Regions from separate parts of the Sus scrofa genome. Here regions 2, 3 and 4 are each linked to region 1. The links are chromatin contacts, called in public Hi-C and promoter capture Hi-C maps. All regions are on one chromosome and are shown on one strand. Each heading gives the region's core, a stretch centred on a gene start, on an enhancer-like site or on the middle of the called end of the contact. The rest is flanking DNA. Distances are from core to core; before and after follow the strand shown.

Region 1 (4,836 bases), core at 1,688-4,187:
ATCCTGATGACAAGTGGGAAATGTAATTTACCTTCAGTGGAAAGAGTTCTTACATATAGGTAGAATACTTACATACGGATTAGAAAAACAATGCCTCCTCAGCCAAAGCATTAGCTAACAAGATGTCTATTTTAAAAGTGGAATAAAACTGAGAATTCCCCAAAATTGATTAAAGGTCTAGGATACCCTTTCCTGAGGATTCCCCTTTCCCTAGACTTCTGTGAAATCTGGCATTATTTCATAAACTCATCTTAGTGTGGTAGGGAATATTTGATGAGATGCCTCTTCTTGGCTTTTTATTGGATCTCTCTCCCCCTTATATTAAAGGCCTCTTAGGCCCCAAAGGCTCCAAGCAGTATGCCTTGGAGAGAAAAAGGGAGATGTGCTACCAAATAAGAGGCATCATCATTATCCTGGTCCCAGAGAGACAACATAGCATGGCATAAAACAGGCCTTGGATTCAGACGGACTGGGGCTTGACTTCTCTGAGGGTCATTTGCAATATTTTAAAGGGAGTTTTAAGAAGAGCTACTGCTTGTTGGAGTTCTAGGAGTTAAATGAGATAGTGAAGCACGAGTCTTGGCACACAGTAGTTGTTCAGTGATATTCTGGTGGAAGGTAAGAGTAGTTTTAGGAATAGATACTTCCCAGGAAGGCTAATGGGTTAAAATTCTGAGGCTGAGACATGCTATTCACAAATCAGAAGTTGTGAAGAACCAGTGATTAATTAATGAGTTGGCCTTAGCTAGCTTGCTCTTGCCTGCTTGCTTGCTGGCTTGCTTGCCACACAGAGAGGAATGGAATAACATTCCTTCTCTCCACTGCAAAATAGGTTACATAGGTGATGATGCAGTGGTTGATTGATTGGCATCCCCTGATCACCCAGGGGATTGCACACAGTAAGCAGTCACTACATGTTTAAGGGATGAGTGCAGGGAGCTCCCATAACAGTGTAATCTACTTATTCCACCATACCTCTACTATCCTTACAAAGTAGAATGATTAAAAGCATGTATGTCAGTATATGTATCCTTTGGAGTTTCAAGTCAATACAGTGATTGGTACATTTTTAATTTAATAACTTTATTGAGCATCTACCATTTTGTTGCCTGCAGTGTAACAGCTCCCCTGTCCCTTTTGGTGCAGAGCCATGGGAAAAGTTCTGCCTGTTGTCACATTTTCTGAATGCCATTTAAAAATTCTACCTACCTTCTCCCAAACACACACACACAGGTAAACTTCCTCCTCCACACTCTTGTCTATTTCTTTTTGTATTTCAGGGTGTCTAACATGCCAGAATATGGAGCCAAGATGCAGAGTGGTGCCTGTGACTAAGATCAACAGCTGCCTCCCGCAGAACAGAACCTCTGGAAACTTAGATTAAACATCTTTCTCTGAAAGCTCTTCCTCCACAATCCTTGATTCCATCACCATTGGAAACATGAGAACCAACCATCCCCACCCCCAGGTGAGGGGACTAATGGGAATTACCAAGAACCTCACAGCTGTCCCCAAGTGCATTTCCCTCAAACTTTACTACAAATCTGGTCATTTTTCTTTTCTTTTTCTTTCTTTCTTTCCTTCTCCTTTAATTTATGGCCACATTCATGGCATATGGAAGTTCCCAGGCTAGGGATTGAATCCCAGCCACAGCTGTGACTTATGCCACGTCAGTGGCAATGGCGGATCCTTAATCCACTGCTCTGGCAGGGGATGGAACCCGAGTCTTTGCAGCCACCTGAGGTGGCTACAGTTGGATTCCTACCTCGCTGTGCCACAGCAGGAACTCCTGTGTTTCATTTTTCACTGTGTAAAACAAATCAAATATATCTAGTCTTATGTTCTAGATATAGGGAGAGGGGAGAGAAGGGATAAAGGAAGTTGAGAGCTTGGATGGGAATGAGAGGCAAAGGTCCTGTGTAGAAAGCAGAGAGCTAAGATTCTAGGGTCAGGAACTTTTTTTCTTAAGTGGTGGGGGAATTATATTGGGGATAAAATTCTTACTAGAGAGAGTCTGGTGTGGTAGAAGAATAGAAGACTTGGATTGAGAATCCAGCGTCAGTGCTTACTGTTTGATCTTAAATCACTTACCTTCTCTGATCTTAAATTCCTCATGTGTACGGTCTAAGAGGTCTCAGAGGTCCTTCTTTAAGCACCGAGTATGAAGGGACTCCAAGGAGTGCCCTCTGCTTTTGTTTTGCTCCAGCCTTAAAGTCTTTGTTTTGCTCCAGCCTCAAAGCTGTTATATGTTGTATTCATTTTTTCTCATGGATTGTTGCTATTGTTGCCGATTACTGTGGACCATGCAGTATATTAGACGATTTACATAAAATTAACCTCAACAGTTAAGGGTTTTTTGTTTGTTTGTTTTGTTTGTTTTGGCTGCACACGGAGGCATGTGGAAGTTACCAGACCAGGGATCCAACCCGGGCCACTGCCGGATCCTTAACTCGTTAAGCCACATGAGAACTACCAGAATGATATTATTATTCTCATTTTACAGATGAGAAAATTGAAGTTTAAAAGGAATTAATTTACCCCAAATTACGCAGTGATCCAGGATTTATACCAGGTCTGTCTCATTCCAGATTTATGCTCTTACCTGTTTCCTTCACTTCACATCCCGGTGAAGCCTGTGTAAAAGAAAACTTAGAGTTAAAAGGAAATAACAACCCCTTCTGGTCCGTTTTTCTCCCACTCTCTAAGTTTCCCTGCTTCTGTCCTTAAAGCCGCAGCATATCTTACTGCTACTTTGGTCTGAAACTCTGCAGGTACTGGAATTCCCTGTGTGCATCAGCTTAGGTCTTCCGGTCACCCGGAACCACCCACACCGCTGCTTGTGCTGTGTGGGGTATACCGCTTCGGAGTTCCTGGAGGTGGGGCCAGACTGGAGTGACAGCTATAACAACCAATAGGCATGGGTATTGTTGGGCCAGCAGCCAATGAAGAATCCGACAAAAGAGAAGGAGCGATCATTTATTTGAGGCTGTGTGACGGGTCTGAAGGAACATGGGGCTGTATCGGAGGTGGCGGCGACTTCGGCTCCCAGGGTTACAAGCCTGCGGGCTGCACACGGTGCGTGAGGTACCCAAAAGTTCCGAAACACATCGGACCTAGCGCAGCTGAAGCCCAAAGTATAGGCTCTCAACCCCATCTGACACCCCCTACTCCCGCCCTACGTTCGGGACCCGGCTACCGTAGCCCTTAGGTACGCCATCTTTTTCCTAGGGTAGCCGTCTGGGGAATGTAGCACTCCCAGCCTAGGGCCTTATACCTCCCATTCTTTTTTTAAAGACTGGGATTTAAGATCATGGCCACTTAAATGTTCTCACTTCCCACTACCCCCAAGCTCAATAAGGAATTTTGGGACCTGTGTTACCTCCTAACATCTTTTCCTCCAGGCAGCTGTGCCCACTCCTCCACACTGGTTGGTAGAGCGGCTTGGCTTTTTTGAGGAGCTATGGACCGCCCAGGTAAAGAAGTTAGCAAGCATGGCGCAGAAGGAACACCGGGCTATTAAGGTATCGCTTCCTGGAGGCAGGAAAGTGGATGCTGTGGCATGGAACACAACCCCTTACCAACTAGCTCAGCAGATCAGGTACCAGGCCTTCTATACCTACCGGGTAAACCTACCTCTGTACTTTGTTTACTTGAGCAGGGAAAGAACTCTGCATGTTTATTCCATCCCCATCAAGATAGCCTTTCCTGCATATTCCTTTTTATCTGCATTAGTTTTATGGTCTCTGACCTTTCTCTATTATGCATTGAGGGGAAAAAAAAAGAAAAGATTCCAGTGTTCTGGTAATACATTTCCCCTTCGCAAGTTTAGAGTTGCTAAGGATTAGTTCCTGTCTTCCTCTGTAGCTTGTAACCTTGTCTTTTTTTATCCTCACCCCCACTGTTGAAGTTCAAAACTGGCAGATACTGCAGTAGCTGCTGTAGTGAATGGAGAACCTTATGATCTGGAACGGCCCTTGGAAAAAGATTCTGACCTCAGATTTCTGACATTCGATTCTGCAGAGGGGAAAGCAGTACGTTTCTTCCTTATTGGGATATAGGGGCTGCTAAGAGATGTTTAAGTGGGAATTTCTAGCATTTTTTTTTTTTTGCCTCAGTTTCTCCATTTTCAGTTGAGAGGGAGGCCTACCATGGACTGCTTATCTTTTTTGATTTTTTTTTTTTTTTTTTTTTTTTGTCTTTTTAGGGCTGCGCTGGAGGCATATGGTGGTTCCCAGGCTAGGGGTCAAATCGGAGCTGTAGCAGCCAGCCTACGCCACAGCCACAGCAACACTGGATCTGAGCTGCACCTGCGACCTACATCACAGCTCATGGCAAACCAGATCCTTAACCCGCTGAGCAAGGCCAAGGATTGAACCCGTGTCCTCATGGATACTAGTTGGGTTTGTTAACCACTGAGCCATGACGGGAACTCCATATTGCTTGTCTTGACTCCTGGCTAAGCTGGAAACCTAGGATGAAAGTTTTTAGTTAGCCTGGGTCTGTTAAGCAGTGATTATTTGTGTTAGTGAAAGGGAGAGGTGTTATGTTGAATACAGAATGATAATATGCCAATTTAGCCCAACTCTTGAGACAAGCATTGTAAGTTGTCATCTTGTAGCATATATTGAGTTCTTTTTTAAATTTTTGTTTTATACTGGAGCAGGGTTGATTTAAAGTGTTGTGTTTCAGGTATACAGTAGAGTGATTCAGTTATGCATGTACAAATATCAATTCTTTTTCAGATTCTTTTCCCATATAGGTTATTACAGAATATTGAGTTCCCTGTGCTATACAGTAGGTCCTTGTTATGCATATATTTAGTTTTAATGTGGCTTC
Region 2 (4,836 bases), core at 994-3,493, 470 kb after region 1:
GGTCCTTAGTATTTTAGTTTTGCTCTCTGGCATTTGCAGTGTAGAATAGTGATCAATGGGCCTCAGGCATAGTTCTTCAGCCACCTTGAGACCAATAAAATGAACAATCACACTCTGACCCTACACCTTGTTCCCACTCCTTCCAAAATTACTTCTGGTGATTTGTGTTGCCATTTAATCACTTCTTTAATAAAGACATTCAATCCCAGGACTGGACTCTTAGTTCTCTCTCCACAAGGGAAGCAGTACAGAGCGCCCACGTTCAGCTTATACATAATATCTAATATTAACTTTGAGGAAGAAGGATTTGAGTAGCCTTTATACATTAAAATGATGAACTTTATGTTGAACAGATAGGTGACAAGAAAAAGGGTGAAATCAACTTAAAATTATTATTATTTTTCTTAAGACCACACCAGCAGCATAAGGAAGTTTTCAGGCTGGGGGTCGAATTGGAGCTGCCGGCCTATACCACAGCCACAGAAACACTGGATCCAAGCCACATCCTCCACAACGCTGCAGCTCAGAACAATGGATCTTTAGCCCACTGAGCTAGGCCAGGGATTGAACCCACATCCTCATGAATACTAGTCCCCTGCTGAGCCACAGGGCAACTCCAACTCAAAATTATTTAAAGTGTTTTGGGAGAAAGCTGTAACCAGCCACTCTTGTGCTTGCCCAATAACGAAGTATTTGAGGTAATAATGCTAGATGCCTCAGGAGGTACCTGTGGCATTAAGTCTGCCGTTCATCATCTCAGCCTAGGTGCCTACAAAAAGAAACAAATTAACCCAAATATGTTATATGCTTATTTATAACTTGCCTCATTTAAAAAATAAACAATTTGGGGGAGTTCCCGTCGTGGCGCAGTGGTTAACGAATCCGACCAGGAACCATGAGGTTGCGGGTTCGGTCCCTGCCCTTGCTCAGTGGGTTAACGATCCGGCGGCGTTGCCGTGAGCTGTGGTGTAGGTTGCAGACGCGGCTCGGATCCCGCGTTGCTGTGGCTCTGGCGTAGGCCGGTGGCTACAGCTCCGATTCAACCCCTAGCCTGGGAACCTCCATATGCCGCAGGAGCGGCCCAAGAAATAGAAAAAAATAAATTAAAAAAAATAAAAAATAAAAAATGATAAAAAATAAACAATTTGTACTGATTTACAAATAGCTAATGGGTACCTACTATATGAGGCACTGAGCCAGACAACCTAAGGATGTAAACATGAATGAGATAAGATTTTGACCTTCAAATAAAAAGGGAAGCCGTAAATACCAGTTGGGACATTATGCCCTAAGTCCTTTAAAGAACAAGAGGAGGGAGTTCCCGTCGTGGCGCAGTGGTTAACGGATCCGACTAGGTACCATGAGGTTGCGGGTTCGGTCCCTGCTCTTGCTCAGTGGGTAGACGATCCGGCGTTGCTGTGAGCTTGTGGTGTAGGTTGCAGACGCGGCTCGGGTCCCGCGTTGCTGTGGCTCTGGCGTAGGCCGGTGGCTGCAGCTCCGATTCAACCCCTAGCCTGGGAACCTCCATATGCCGCGGGAGCGGCCCAAGAAATAGCAAAAAAAAAAAAAAAAAAAAAAAAAACCAAAAAAACAAGAGGATCTAGAGAAATCCAGAAAAGAGGGGAACCATGTAAATCTTCCCCATAGGGTTTGAAAGGCCCATCATCAACGACAAAAGCCAAAATCGAATACAAAATGGAGCAGTGATCTGTCCTTTTCTATGTCTACCTATTTTTGAAGGTCTTCTTTCCCAACTTGTCGCTGTCCTTCAGCTTACGGCGAAAGGTGGGTGCAGACAGGAATCAACTGTTTGGTAAACAAAGTGGCTAACTGGATTTGCAAACTCCCGTTCCATCCCCTTTCAGCACCTCCAACCCCCTCAAACAAGACTCCGATATCTGTTTCATTGAGTTGACAGCTCGGCTCTAGGCTCTTTACCTCTAGGCTGTAATTAGAAATGTGTCCGTCGGGCACCAGAGCTCAATTCACGCACAAATCCAGGCAACGTCCCAAACATCTTCGCCCGAGGTTGAGACAGAGAAACAGTTTCCTCTTCAACCTTAAACTGGCCCCTAAACTGGTTGCTTCTAGCTAAATGCAAACCCAAGGCAGAGATCAGTTTCTCTCAGTGGTTCGCCGGGATTCTTGGCGCCAAAACAAACCATCAGGTCCGTCCCCTACCGGAACTATATGACACGTAAGACGCGTAATCGACAATCCTCCGCCTCGCTAAATAGTCCCGTCTGAGATAACATAGATACGCACTACTTCACCTCAAAAGACTTTCGGAGAATAGAAAATGAGCCTCAGGGGTGCATCACCCTTCTGTTCGAGTGCAAATGTGGATTTTCTAACCACATTCTCTTCACAGATTCTTCCGCCAGAAATTATATTCGCCGTCTTCACTTCCGGGTCCGCCATTTTGCAGCCTCCATTTCTCCACGAGGGGGGGTTAAAGGCCCCCAAAATATGTATATATGAAAAGGCCAAAAAGTAACCATCATTGACAGGGAGCTTTAACTAGAGAAGGAAACAGGACCAAACTGGCGGGCTCGGCGAAAGCACAGCCGGCAGCGTCCCGGACGAGGAGGTAAGGAGGGAGGAGAGATGTCTGGGCTCTGGGGGGCGTCAGGGCTGGAAGGAAGACTGCCTTGAGAAGTTGCACCGCCTCCTAGCCCAGCCCCGGACCTCTGGGTGCAGACAGAGCGGCGCCCCTTCACTGGAACGGGGTTAGCTGGGGGAAGGGGACGAAGAGGAAGGGGATGCTGCCGGGAGGAAGGGGAGGGGACTAGGAGGAGGTGAAGAAGGGGGTGGGTGTAAGACCTGGGGCTGGGGAGCCGGACCGAGGGAAGGCAAGGCCACAGAGGTGACCACTAGGGGGCAGCGCGGAGCCCGATCCGGGGGTGGCCCTCTAGGCTGAGACCTTGGCTCCCTGCCACAAGTTGACTCTTCCAGAAAGACTGAACATTGCTGAGGCGCTGGGGGAGTTGTGATAGATGAGAAAACGGAGATTCTAATTCTCTGACCCGAGTGTTAGCCTTAAGATTATTAGTGAGCTCAGTAAACTGAGAAATAGCAGCAAGGGCCCCGCCTCCAGTTCTTGCAGGGTTGTTTGTACAGCTGGCGGCCCAGTGGGGACGTGTGCAATAGAAAAAGGAAAAAAGGTTGGCAAATCATGAGTTCTTCGATTTCATTTCTCCTTGCCATTAGCTTTCTCCTATTCTCACAGATTTTTTTTCCTTATTTTTTAGTTTATTGAAGTCTTGTTGCTTATAATATTGTGATAATCTCATAGATTTCCTTGAGTGAGCAGACATCATCCCATTCCTCTCCCTCTTACCAGAAGGACTTTTCTCTCTCAACTCTTTTTGTTTTTAATTTTTAAAATCAAAATGTCATGCGGAAGTTCCCTGGCCAGGGATCGAAGCCACACCACAGCAATGACCCAAGCTGCTGCAGTGACAACGGGGGATCCTTAACCCTCTGTGCCAGAAATATATTCTTTTTCGTGTTATTTTCCGTTATGGTTTATCAGAGGAAATTGATTACAGTTCCCTGTGCTACAGGGTAGGATCCTGCTATTTATCCATTCTGTATATATTAGTCTGCATCTGCTAATCCCAAACTCTCAGTCCTTCTCTCTCCCATCCCTTAGCCCCCTTGGAATCCGCAATTCTGTTCTCTATGTCTGTGAGTCTGTTTTTGTTTTATAAATACGTTTTTTGCTTTTTGGGTTCCCCCCACCCCCTAGCACTCATGGCATGCAATAGTTCCCCAGCTAGGGATCAAACCTGCACTGGCCTGTGCCAAAGCTGCAGCAACACCAGATACTTAAGCTACTGCATCACCAGGGAACTTCTGTAGTTCCTGTTGATTTGTGTCGTATTTTAGATTCTACATACTTGGTAGCATATGGTACTTGTCTTTATCTTTCTGACTTAATTCACCAAGTATGATGATCTCCATCCATTTTGCTGCAAATGGCATTATTTCTGCAAATGGCATCTTTTGGATGACTGAGTAATATTCCATTGTGTGTGTGTGTGCGCTACATTGTTATCCATTCATTTGTTGACGGACATTTAGTTTGTTTCCATGTCTTGGGTTTTGGAAATAGTGCTGCTGTGAACATGCTGGTGCAAACATCTTTTCAAAATTTTTTTTCTTTGGCCACATCTGCAGCTTATGGAAGTTCCTGGGCCAGGGATTGAATCTGAGCTGCAGCTGTGACCTATGCCAAAGTTGCAGCAACACTGGATCCATAACCCACTGCACCACAGCAGGAACTCTCTATCTTTCTGAATTATGGTTTTTTCTGGGTATATGCCCAGGAGTGAGATTGCTGGATCATATAGCAACTCTATTAGTTTTTTTTAGAAATCTCCATACTCTTTTTCGTAGTGGCTGCACCAGTTTACACTCTCACTAAGTGTGTAAGAGAGCCTGATTTTCTCCACATCCTCTCCAGCATTTATTTGTAGACTTTTCATCTCTTTTTAAAAACATCTATGGAGGGAGTTCCCGTCGTGGCTCAGTTGTTAGCGAACCCAACTAGCATCCATGAGGATGTGGGTTCGATCCCTGGCCTCCATCAGGATCTGGCATTGCCGAGAGCTGTGGTGTAGACTGCAAACACAGCTTGGATCTGGCATTGCTGTGGCTGTGGTGTAGGCCGGTGGCTACGGCTCCGATTAGACCCTTAGCCTGGGAATCTCCATATGCTGCAGGAGCAGCCCTAGAAAAGGCAAAAAGACAAAACAAACAAAAAAAGAATGGAAGTACTTTCTGATAATAGAGTACTTTGTGGTCAAGAGCTCAAGCACTCCATCAATTATT
Region 3 (4,836 bases), core at 1,018-3,517, 420 kb after region 1:
CCGGCCTACGCCAGAGCCACAGCAACGCAGGATCTGAGTCGCGTCTGCAACCTACACCACAGCTCACGGCAATGCCGCCGGATCGGTAACCCACTGAGCAAGGGCAGGGACCGAACCCGCAACCTCATGGTTCCTAGTCGGATTCGTTAACCACTGCGCCACGACGGGAACTCCATCTGGGTCATTTTAGATGTCAGCCCTTGGACCTGTTTAACCTGCTCTTTACCAGCACTAAGCATAGACATTTCATTAACACCATGGATAGTAAATGATAAAAGGCCACAAAGCCCTGCCCCCTGGAAAATATCTCCCTGCAACTTCCTTGCTCCCCTTTCCCCCTTGATTGGGTGAGAAAAAGGGAGAAATTAAACTTGCTAGAAATCTTTTCTCTTGCTTCCTCCTAACCTGAGACTATGCTTCCTCTTGCAATCCCTTGCAATCTGGCAGGAATTTAGGGCTAGGGTAAAGCCTGGGAAGTGAAGCTGAAGAATATAAAAGTCACCAAAATAAGCCTAGTCACCCAAATTGATCATCCTCCTGATTCAAATATAATTTATGCTATCTGCATCTCATTTACATGTTGTTAATTTAGAAGAATCAGAGTATAGCAAAAATTGCCTGCAGGCCTGACACTTTTTTTTTTCTCTCTCTGTCTTCTTTTTCCTCCTTTCCCAAATGACACTTAGGATGAGCCTGGGAAGCAGAAACAAGAGCCTGGGAACACTTTTTTTAAAGCTTAGAGAAAAACAGGGAAGAAAAGAAAAGATCAATAATTAAGTGGGGGCTGGGCAGCTAGCTGGCCAGACAGGTAAACCAAAAGAACCCAGGAGCTGGACACCGGAGGAAGCTGGGTCTCAGAGAAACTGGGCAAAGTTGGATGGGCTAAGTCTTCAGAATAGAGGCAGGAAGCGTGATGGAGAATTTCTCCTCTTCAAGGTACCTGCCTGGTGCTCCTTCAGAGCAGGAGAGAATGAGGGAGCACAGGTACTCAAACAAATCAGGATTTCTCTTTCTTTTTCCTCTTAAATCCAACACATTTTCTCCAGCTGGAATTATCCTCTGGTGGTGAGTGAGAGGTAAAGCAGCCCAGACCCACCCCTAGCCAGCGGCAGTAAGTAGCCAAAAGTTGGAAGAAGCATATACAACTGGTACCCAGCTTCCACAAGACGCCCCCCACCCGCACTCCCTAGGAACTTTACTCTCCCCTCAAGTGCTTTACTGTCCCCCTCTAATCTCTTTCTCGCTCTGATGCAAATCGTCACAGAACTAATGGTTTAGAAGTTCTCCTCAGAGTTAAGTCAACGACGGTGCCTTGTCTACGTGCTAGCAAGGGAGAGGGGGAAGGTGTCATTAAAAGGAAGAAATACAGGGACCCAAGCAGCGTCTTTTACATATTCCTTCTGCCTGAACGCCTCTCAAAATCTAAACGTGTAGAGACCCAACGTGGAAGAACAGTCAGTGTCACCTCCCCAGGGCTAAAGAGGAAACAGAGGACTGGGGATTAGGAGAAGAGGTGAAGGAAATGGTTCAAAGTTTTTACCTTAAAGAAGTGGGTGCTGTTCCAGGACACAGAAGGAGGGTGCAGCTCTGGCAATACGATGGGGCAGGTGGGTGCAGTGAGGGGCGCCACCACACTCCCAGCTGCCTTCCAGCTGTCAAAGCCAGAGCTCGCACAGGTTTACACGGGTTTGTGCGCAGCAGTCTTGGCCGGATGGTGGCCACTTCCGGACTCACGCCCACGGCCGGCCGGGGGCACTGGAAGAGGGTGGAGACCGGCAGGAGTGCAGCCCAGGTACTCCCAGGTCGCTCAGAGCGTCTCCAGGATTTCTGAGTCGCCGAGTCTAGGGCGTGCGCTCCAGGCCCAGTCTAGCGAGCTGGTTTTCAAAGGAAGTTTGTGGGTTTTCTTTTTTCTTCTTTCTCTCTCTCTCTCTCTCTCTTTCCCGTCGGGACAAAGAAAAATCAGTCAAGGACAAGCTTCTGGGAGGAGGAGGAGCCAGGCCAGCACTGGAGGATTTCCATTAGGGCTTTCTGACCTGGTCAGCAGCTTGGTGATCAGCAGTGAGAGAGAGAGAAACAGGAGAGAAAAACAACAGACCCTTTCTCCTCCCTCCGCCTGCCGCTGGAAGGGACGGAGCGCTTGTGCCTCTCTGGTGAGAAGAGGGAAAAGCAAGGGCCCTTGCTGAGTGGGGAGGAGGAGCAGGGCCGGACAGCAGCAGCTTGTTGGATCTGGGCTTTCTCTCTAGGTACAAAAGTCCTTTGCTCTGGATCCACAGAGGCAGGCCAGACAGCGTGATATTAGCATAATTACTCATTTAAAGTGAAAAATCCTTATCCTTTCAAAATCCTTACTATATCTCTTTTTTGTTTGTTTTTTGTTTTTTAGGGCCGCACCTGCGGCACATGGAAGTTCCCAGGCTGGGATCTAATCAGATCAGCAACAAAGGATCTGAGCTGCATCTGCCACCTACACCACAGCCTACGGCAATGCCAGGATCCTTAACCCACGGAGCAAGGCCAGGGATCGAACCCGCAACCTCATGGTCCCTAGTCGGATTCGTTTCCGCCGCACCGCAACAGAAACTCCCTCACTTTTTTTTTTTATAGTTAATAATGATTTTTATTTTTTCCATTATAGCTGATTTACAGTGTTCTGTCAATTTTCTGCTGCACAGCAAGGTGACCCAGTAACACATACACGTATTTGCTCACTTTTTTAGTCTAGAAACCAGTTGGGCTATGCCCCTGGTAGTGCAGAGAGGGTGTGTAAGAAGCCCCAGGCTCTGGGAAGAGTGAAGCAGGGAGAAAACTAGCTGAGCAAGCAGGAGCTTCAATATCCCTCTGCTCCGGTCCTTGTTCCCACCACAGGCCTCAGCTTCTCATCTATCACCTCCTCTCAATTCCGAGCTTGGGGAGCAGGAAAAACTGGTGTGAGGTTGGTGGTAGGAAACAAAGGGATTCATTAATAAATGAGGGAACATTTGATGAAAAGAGTACATTTATCACGGAGTTCCCATTGTGGCACAGTGGTTAACGAATCCGACTAGGAATCATGAGGTTGCGGGTTCGATCCCTGGCCTTGATCAGTGGGTTAAGCTGTGGTGTAGGTCACAGACAAGGCTCAGATCCCATGTTGCTGTGGCTCTGGCGTAGGCCGGCGACTACAGCTCCGATTAGACCCCTAGCCTGGGAACTTCCATATGCCACAGGAAGCGGCCCTAGAAAAGGCAAAAAGACAAAAAAAAAAAAAAAAAAGCACATTTTCTGCAGTATTCTGCACTACCCTGGGGCTGGAAGGTGGTAGTTAAATGTGGTTGGAACCCAACTCTACATTCTGAAAGGTTCCCCCAAGCTCTACTTACATGGCTGCTCCAGGATGAAACTTCAAACAACTCTGAAGGCTGCAGGGGCATTTGGAACAATTAGGGAGGCAGGTGAGCAGAAACCCAAGTTACAACAGTCCGGAAAAAGAAAGAGAATTTGCTGACGCTATAGAAAAAAAGAGGCTATAGAGTTGTAATGGCAGCAACTGGAGTTGGCAAGAGGCTGTAGGAATTAAGAAGAGAGGCCAAAGATTATTACGATGTTTTCATATTCCAATATTTTTATAACATGGATAATCACAAAATTGTGATTGCAATGGGACCGTTTGTTAAAGTAGAGAATTCGAGAAAGTTGAAAAGCCGTTTTTGCCCAGTGTGATTTAAAATGTCAACCAGATGGTCAGTGTAATATATAGATAGAAAGATGCTATACTTAATCTGACTCAAGAGGGAAAATTCAGATGCCACAAAGTTTATGTGACGCATTTACACTTGTGTGTCAAATAAGCGATCTCAGAAAATTCTCCTTCCCTCAATTCTTAGGGCCGTTTTGGAGTTTTGGGACTACATTTCCCAGGACGCCTTGCACCACCACCACCCGCTTCGCGCTTCCCGTGAGTCTCTGGGCGCAGAACTCGGCTTCTGTCTCTGGGGGCGGGGCGACGTCGGATTCCGTGGGCGCCCGCTTACGCACTTCCTCCTGGGGTCCCGGCCGAATGGCTTTATGGCGGGTTCGAGTCCCGCCTCCTGACTCTCGCCTCAAGCCCCTGAGTCCGGGGCGGGGCGCATTTACTGGTTAACCTCTCCGCGGAGAGGGGCGGCGGCACACCTTGGGCTTCACCATGGAAGACTACCTGCAGGGTTGTCGAGCCGCTCTGCAGGTAACGGACCCCTGTCTGTGATCGTAGGGAATGGAGCCTGGGGTCCAGGAAGGACGAAGATGTGGGATCTGGGAAGTCCCGAGGGTCTGTGTGGAGGGAACGCGGAATCGTGTGGTGGGAGCTTGGGATCTGATCAGGCTTGGGCCCTTTGGAGTGAGGGACAAGAACCTACCGCTTGAGAGTGGGAATGCTGCTTGGTCACCTCCTTTTGGGGCTCCTGCCTTTGGGGTCTACCGGAGAGTGGGGAGGAGGAAGCGTGGGTCTGGGTCCTGCCGCTGAGCCGCTGCTCAGTGTCGCTGGATCAGGTCCGGCAAAAGGACCAGGGCTGCGCCCGCCGCGAAATGTATTATTTGTTCCTTTCACCTCGCCCCTCTTTCAGTTTTCCGCTTAGGAAGCCTCCTTGGCCCACTGGCCTCCAGGTAACCCTCCCGCGGGGGGTACGAGGGAACCTGTGACCACGGCTTAGTCGTCTCTAAACGGCGGTTTTTGTCTGGTGGGCCTAAGTCATTCTAAATTAAAGATGGTCATGGTGTTTTACTTTAAATCTGTTTTTAAGATAAACACACACAATACATCAGGTATGTCTGTTGACTCACAACCTGCATTCCTTAGCCTCCGGTTTTCATCCTTAGCTG
Region 4 (4,836 bases), core at 1,719-4,218, 300 kb after region 1:
ACCTACCCACCCACTTCTACTTGCCAATGGTAAGGAGAAGTAGTGAAATTCAATAGAATATGAAGAATTATCAATTATGCAGAAAGAAAGCCACTACCACATTATAACTATGACTTTTTTTTTTTTTTAAGGGCCACACCTGCAGCATATGGAGGTTCCCAGGCTAGGGGGTGAATAGGCGCTACAGCTGCCAGCCTACACCACAGCTAACAGCAACACAGGATCCTTAACCCACTGAACGAGGCCAGGGATCAAACCCAAAACTTCAAGGTTCCTAGTCGGATTCGTTTCTGCTGTGCCACAACAGGAACTCCAGAAATATTACTTCAATATAACTCCTGGAGAATGGAGTATAAACCATATCTTACTCTTCTTTTGATCCAACACCATGTTAAGACAGTGAAAAATGCAAGAAATCTTGCTAGTCCCCTGCAAGATACTGAAGGACTACCAACAATCTCTAAATCATACTCTAAACACAACTAAAGTGATCATCAAGTATTATTAATGTTAAAATTAGCTTAAATGAAGCTTAGAAGAGTTAAATTTCCTTTGCAGACATATGACAGAACAAACAGGAACTACAGGAAAACTTAACTAGCAAAAAGATAAAATTTAAAAAAAACTCAAGGAAATAGGTATGATGGCCCCAGTCCCTAAACTGACTCTAAAGAAAAAAAGCTTTGGAGTTCCTGCTGTGGTGCAGTGGCTTAAGGATCCAGATTTACTGCAGCTGTGGTATAGGTCTAAGCTGCAGCTCGGATTAGATCCCTGGCCTGGGAACTTCCGAGTGCCCCCGGTGCAGCTGAAAAAGAAGAAAGGTTTGACCACGCAACGAAGAATTCTGACCTGAAAATCATTTATTTTCTCTTCACTGAGCACAGTACATTTCCACCCTGTGTCCCTACATTCTTGGTCCTCATTTCCCAAAATGCAACAGGCTACCAAAAGTCCACCCATGATCTCTTTCATGTGATACAAAGGGGCATAAGGAGAAATGAAGGAAGTAAATGCACTTTCTAACTTAATTATCATGTGTTGAACTTGGAATCAATAACTTGGAAGAGATAGGAGAATTCTCCAACATCAAAAAAGAAATCTAAAAGTTGCAGAAAGCAGGCTGCCAAAGGGCAATAAACAAAGTAACTGTTTCATCATTAGCAAAGATTCTATACAAATAAATGCTATTTTTTGCTTACAGATTTAAGTTGATATCGATCAGCTAATAAAAATGTGGTCAAGAAATTGTCATTCTGGTAACTGTTGTTTAAAAAACAAAACAAAATAAAGCAACCCCACCCACACTGCTAGAAAAAAAACTTCTGACATATGCACTAAACTTGTTTACCCAGGCCACCTCTTAACAGGAGAAATGCTTTGCGACTTGACTAGGGTTATGTAAGTATTTTGCAATGTGTTATCAGTTTAAAATCTTGTTTATTTACTCCCTAGTTAACAGGTTATTTTACTCCAAGGTCAGGTTTGCCATAATCATCGCATCTTTTCAATTTTATTCCATCACTCAGCACTTTCTGCAATGGAATTTTAGCCATTAATTTTATCTCCTTTTCCTCTAAAAAATTAACAAGATTTAAAAATATGATATTGACCATGTGGACAAATGTTAACTTCCTTTTAAATAGCTTCTGTTCCCAGAAACATGGTAGGAAAGACAGTAAATTTCACAGTGATTCAACTGTAATAGCAAAACCTGGTATTGCAAAATAATACTCCCTTTCAGAGACACGGAAAAAAATTTAAATTTCAACAAGGGAATGGCAGTGAATCCCTCCCACTAAGGTACTTCCAAATTATTCATCCCCACCTCTGGCTTCTTTTTTAAGGCTATTAAAGACAGGGATTTCTGGAAAATGGCCAAGGTCAGCAAGGTAAACTGGGATCCCTAAAATGAAATACTTCCCAGGGAGAAATAACTGTAACATAGTGGAAAGAGGACTGGGACTAGGAATGTGAAGACCTGATCTGTCTAGACATGCTGCACTACACGCCACTCCATCTCTTAGACATGACTGACTAGATTTTTTCGAAATGTTCAAGCTCTCCTTTTAGAAGAGATATTCATTGAGATATAGCATAAATTGAACTTTTCTTAAAGAATGGGAACTGCTTCGACCCACATCTAACAAATTAAACTTGGGTCCTGGATGCTTGCTGTTGGCAAGATTCATCCTGAAACTCAAGCATTACACAAACCTCCGCCTTCAGACACTAGAGGCATCTTTAATACACAAATGTAAGTTTCAAAGGACAGCCCCCGGGGCGAGGGGTAGGGGCACAGCTTTTTTATTTTTCAAGAGAAATTGAGTATAATTCAAGGCTTTATAACCTAAACGTTTGGAAGCACACCTCAGCTAAACAACAACGTGGTCCAGTGCTTAAGAGTCCAAACCACTTTTAAAGTAAAAAGAGCCACTCTGCCCACAGTTACTCGGCATCAAGCAGGTCCACAGTGGGCAGAGGGTTGAAAGAGGACCACACCACACAGCAGAACGCCGCCACAAGAGTGGAGGCGGGCCAGCCCCGCGCCAAGAGCCGCTCCAACAGAACTCGGGGCAAGGATTCCCCAACTCTCACCCGCCTGCTCCCTCCCTCCACTTCGGGTCTCCCCAGTGCCCCAGGGTCGGGCCCCTCCCCCAGGTCACTCCCTTCCCCCACTGTCCCCTAACCGCCTACGCGCGTCCCAGCGCTCTCACCCCAACTACGGCCCCTCAGCCCTGGGTCTCCCCAGCTGCCAACCCCTTCAGCCCCTCCTTCTTTAGAGGCACACCAGTCCTCCGTCTCCTCACCGGGGTTAGCAGTAGTCGCCGCCATGGCCGCAGATGCCACCGCCGCTGTACCACCCCCCCAGTGGGAGGAGCCGCCGCCACCGAACCGGGGGGAGGGGGAGGGGAGAGCCACTCCCCAGACGCGGCGCCGTAATGCCGCCACCGCTACCGCGGAATCCAAGATGGCGGCTGCAGCAACCCCCACCGTCCCCAACCCCTACGGCGGAGAGACCCCGCCCAGGAGGCGTGGTCACCCCCAAGGCCCGCCTCCTCTGGAAAACTGGCCAATGGAAATGCCAAATCGACCGGAGGCGGGCTGGCCACTGAGCCGCCAGCGGGTCCGGAGGAGGAGAGAGGGCAAGGAAGAAGTCCAGCTGTCTCTTTAATCCCGCCTCTAGTGCGTTAGAGGTCAGAGATCCAGTGACGTCAGTGAAAAACAATTTTACTAAAAAGCTTCGCTGGGTGGTGGATTCGCCTGGCTGGCCACTCTGCAGACAATTTTTTTTGTAGATCTTCTTCAGGTGCTCATATGTTTAAACTTCACTTAGTGATTTGCAATCCTTCCTAGTTTTTTCCTATTTCAAGGACCTTTGTACCTGCTGAAAAAAGTTAGATAAGTGAGTTTTGAATGCTTTTTATGGAACTGGTGGTGTTCGAGTATCTGGGCGCTTGTGGTGTGGTAGGGGAGATATCGGCAGCCAAAACAAGAGGCAATGTATAAAGAAAATATTTTGATTAAGAGTGGGATAACTTCCTCTGATCAATGAAAGGGACATGGTGACGGGTTTTTAGCAGAGAACTGATAAGATGAATATTGCACAAATTTATTTTCAAAAAATAGGAAGCATTGAGCACTTCGGGCCAGACACTGTCCAAACCGTTTTATAGTATTTCATTTAATCCTCATAACAACATTGTGAGGTAGATTCTGTTATTTTTTCCGTTTTGCAGATAAGGAAACAGAAGCAAAGAGGTTAAACTATGGACACCCAGCTGGTAAGTAGCGGTGGAGGCAAACTGAAGAAGTCTGACTCTGGGAATATTTTCCCTTCATCCCCTTTGTGTAGCACTGCAACATACTGCCGTTTCACATATCTTTCACAAATTGTCTATTAGAAATTTAATTCTAATTTTAACAGAAATCCCATTACACTCTTGAGCATCTTTGAATTCTTGTATGTATCCTACAAAGATTACATAGATCCACTTTTCTCAGTTAACAGTATAGTTTAACTCAGCCAAGGTATTTTAACATATTTTGAATATTATTGTTACATTTGTTAAAATTAAAATTTTCTTTGCTATCAGTTTGTTGTGTTGTATTTCCAGTTCACCAAAAAGAGAAAAATCACTCACTCAAAAGAAATGCATTGATGAAAAAAGTACCTTGAAGTGTAACCAGTAGCAGTGAAAATTTACAAGGAGATAGAGCTTAATTCTCCTCCTTTTTTTTTTTTTTTTTTTGTCTTTTTGGGGCCACACCCTTGGCATATGTAAGTTCCCAGGCTAGGGGTTGAATCAAGAGCTGCAGCTGCCGGCCTACATCACAGCCACAGCAATGCAGGATCCAAGGCGTGTCTGCAGCCTATACCACAGCTCACAGCAACGATGGATCTTTAACCCAACAAGCAAGGCAAGGGATTGAACCCACATCCTCATGAATACCAGTTGGGTTCCTTAACCACTGAGCCACAATAGGAACTCCCTAATTTTCCTCCTTTGATTGTGAATTTGGCTTAGGAGTTTGCTTTTAAGGAATAGGATATGGAAAGGGGAAAATAGTAATGTTACAGTGAAGAAAACTGACAGATACCATCTTTCCCAAATAATCAAGGTTAACTTCGCCAATAGTAAGTTATATTAAAACTATGTATTGAGGACTAAATAAATATCTGCACATCCTAAAAGTTGATTGTTATATTTTATTCGGTGGACAGAACTCCAAAGCCCTGGAGGCAGCATCTCAAGTAACCCTGAGAAAATTGCTCTGAGGAGGCTGGGAGGAGCTAGGACATAGAGGAGTTTTGCAACAAAGAGCAAGTAGTAGGAA

The links. Promoter capture Hi-C pulls out the DNA fragments that hold promoters and counts their contacts. Hi-C and Micro-C count contacts between places; a contact is called where the count stands out from the background.
Region 2: a Hi-C map of liver shows a contact between it and region 1, with 5 times the contacts expected there. The contact joins the promoter of GABPB2 here to the promoter of TARS2 in region 1. A contact is called at or near these places in 1 of 5 promoter capture datasets (liver), 1 of 47 Hi-C or Micro-C datasets (liver) and 1 of 2 datasets of contacts at active chromatin or transcription factors (alveolar macrophages).
Region 3: a contact with region 1 is called in a promoter capture Hi-C map of liver, with 4 times the contacts expected there. The contact joins the promoter of MINDY1 here to the promoter of TARS2 in region 1. A contact is called at or near these places in 1 of 5 promoter capture datasets (liver) and 1 of 2 datasets of contacts at active chromatin or transcription factors (alveolar macrophages).
Region 4: a Hi-C map of liver shows a contact between it and region 1, with 5 times the contacts expected there. The contact joins the promoter of ARNT here to the promoter of TARS2 in region 1. A contact is called at or near these places in 3 of 5 promoter capture datasets (fetal liver, fetal skeletal muscle and liver) and 3 of 47 Hi-C or Micro-C datasets (embryonic fibroblasts, epiblast stem cells and liver).

The regions. Positions count from the first base shown.
Region 1 is chr4:98,633,419-98,638,254 of Sscrofa11.1, reverse strand. It overlaps TARS2 (threonine--tRNA ligase, mitochondrial), which reads left to right and starts at 2,937. Exons shown (of 18, transcript XM_003355197.4): 1 at 2,937-3,075; 2 at 3,402-3,598; 3 at 3,908-4,031. The coding sequence starts at 3,010.
Region 2 is chr4:98,161,362-98,166,197 of Sscrofa11.1, reverse strand. GABPB2 (GA-binding protein subunit beta-2) reads left to right here and starts at 2,243. Exons shown (of 9, transcript XM_005663482.3): 1 at 2,243-2,590. MLLT11 (myeloid/lymphoid or mixed-lineage leukemia; translocated to, 11) reads left to right here. Exons shown (of 2, transcript NM_001244607.1): 2 at 1-208.
Region 3 is chr4:98,216,047-98,220,882 of Sscrofa11.1, reverse strand. MINDY1 (ubiquitin carboxyl-terminal hydrolase MINDY-1) reads right to left here and starts at 2,267. Exons shown (of 10, transcript XM_001929665.7): 1 at 1,541-2,267. PRUNE1 (protein prune homolog) reads left to right here and starts at 2,021. Exons shown (of 9, transcript XM_013997183.2): 1 at 2,021-2,150; 2 at 3,864-3,934.
Region 4 is chr4:98,331,591-98,336,426 of Sscrofa11.1, reverse strand. ARNT (aryl hydrocarbon receptor nuclear translocator) reads right to left here and starts at 2,968. Exons shown (of 22, transcript NM_001315687.1): 1 at 2,808-2,968. The coding sequence starts at 2,832.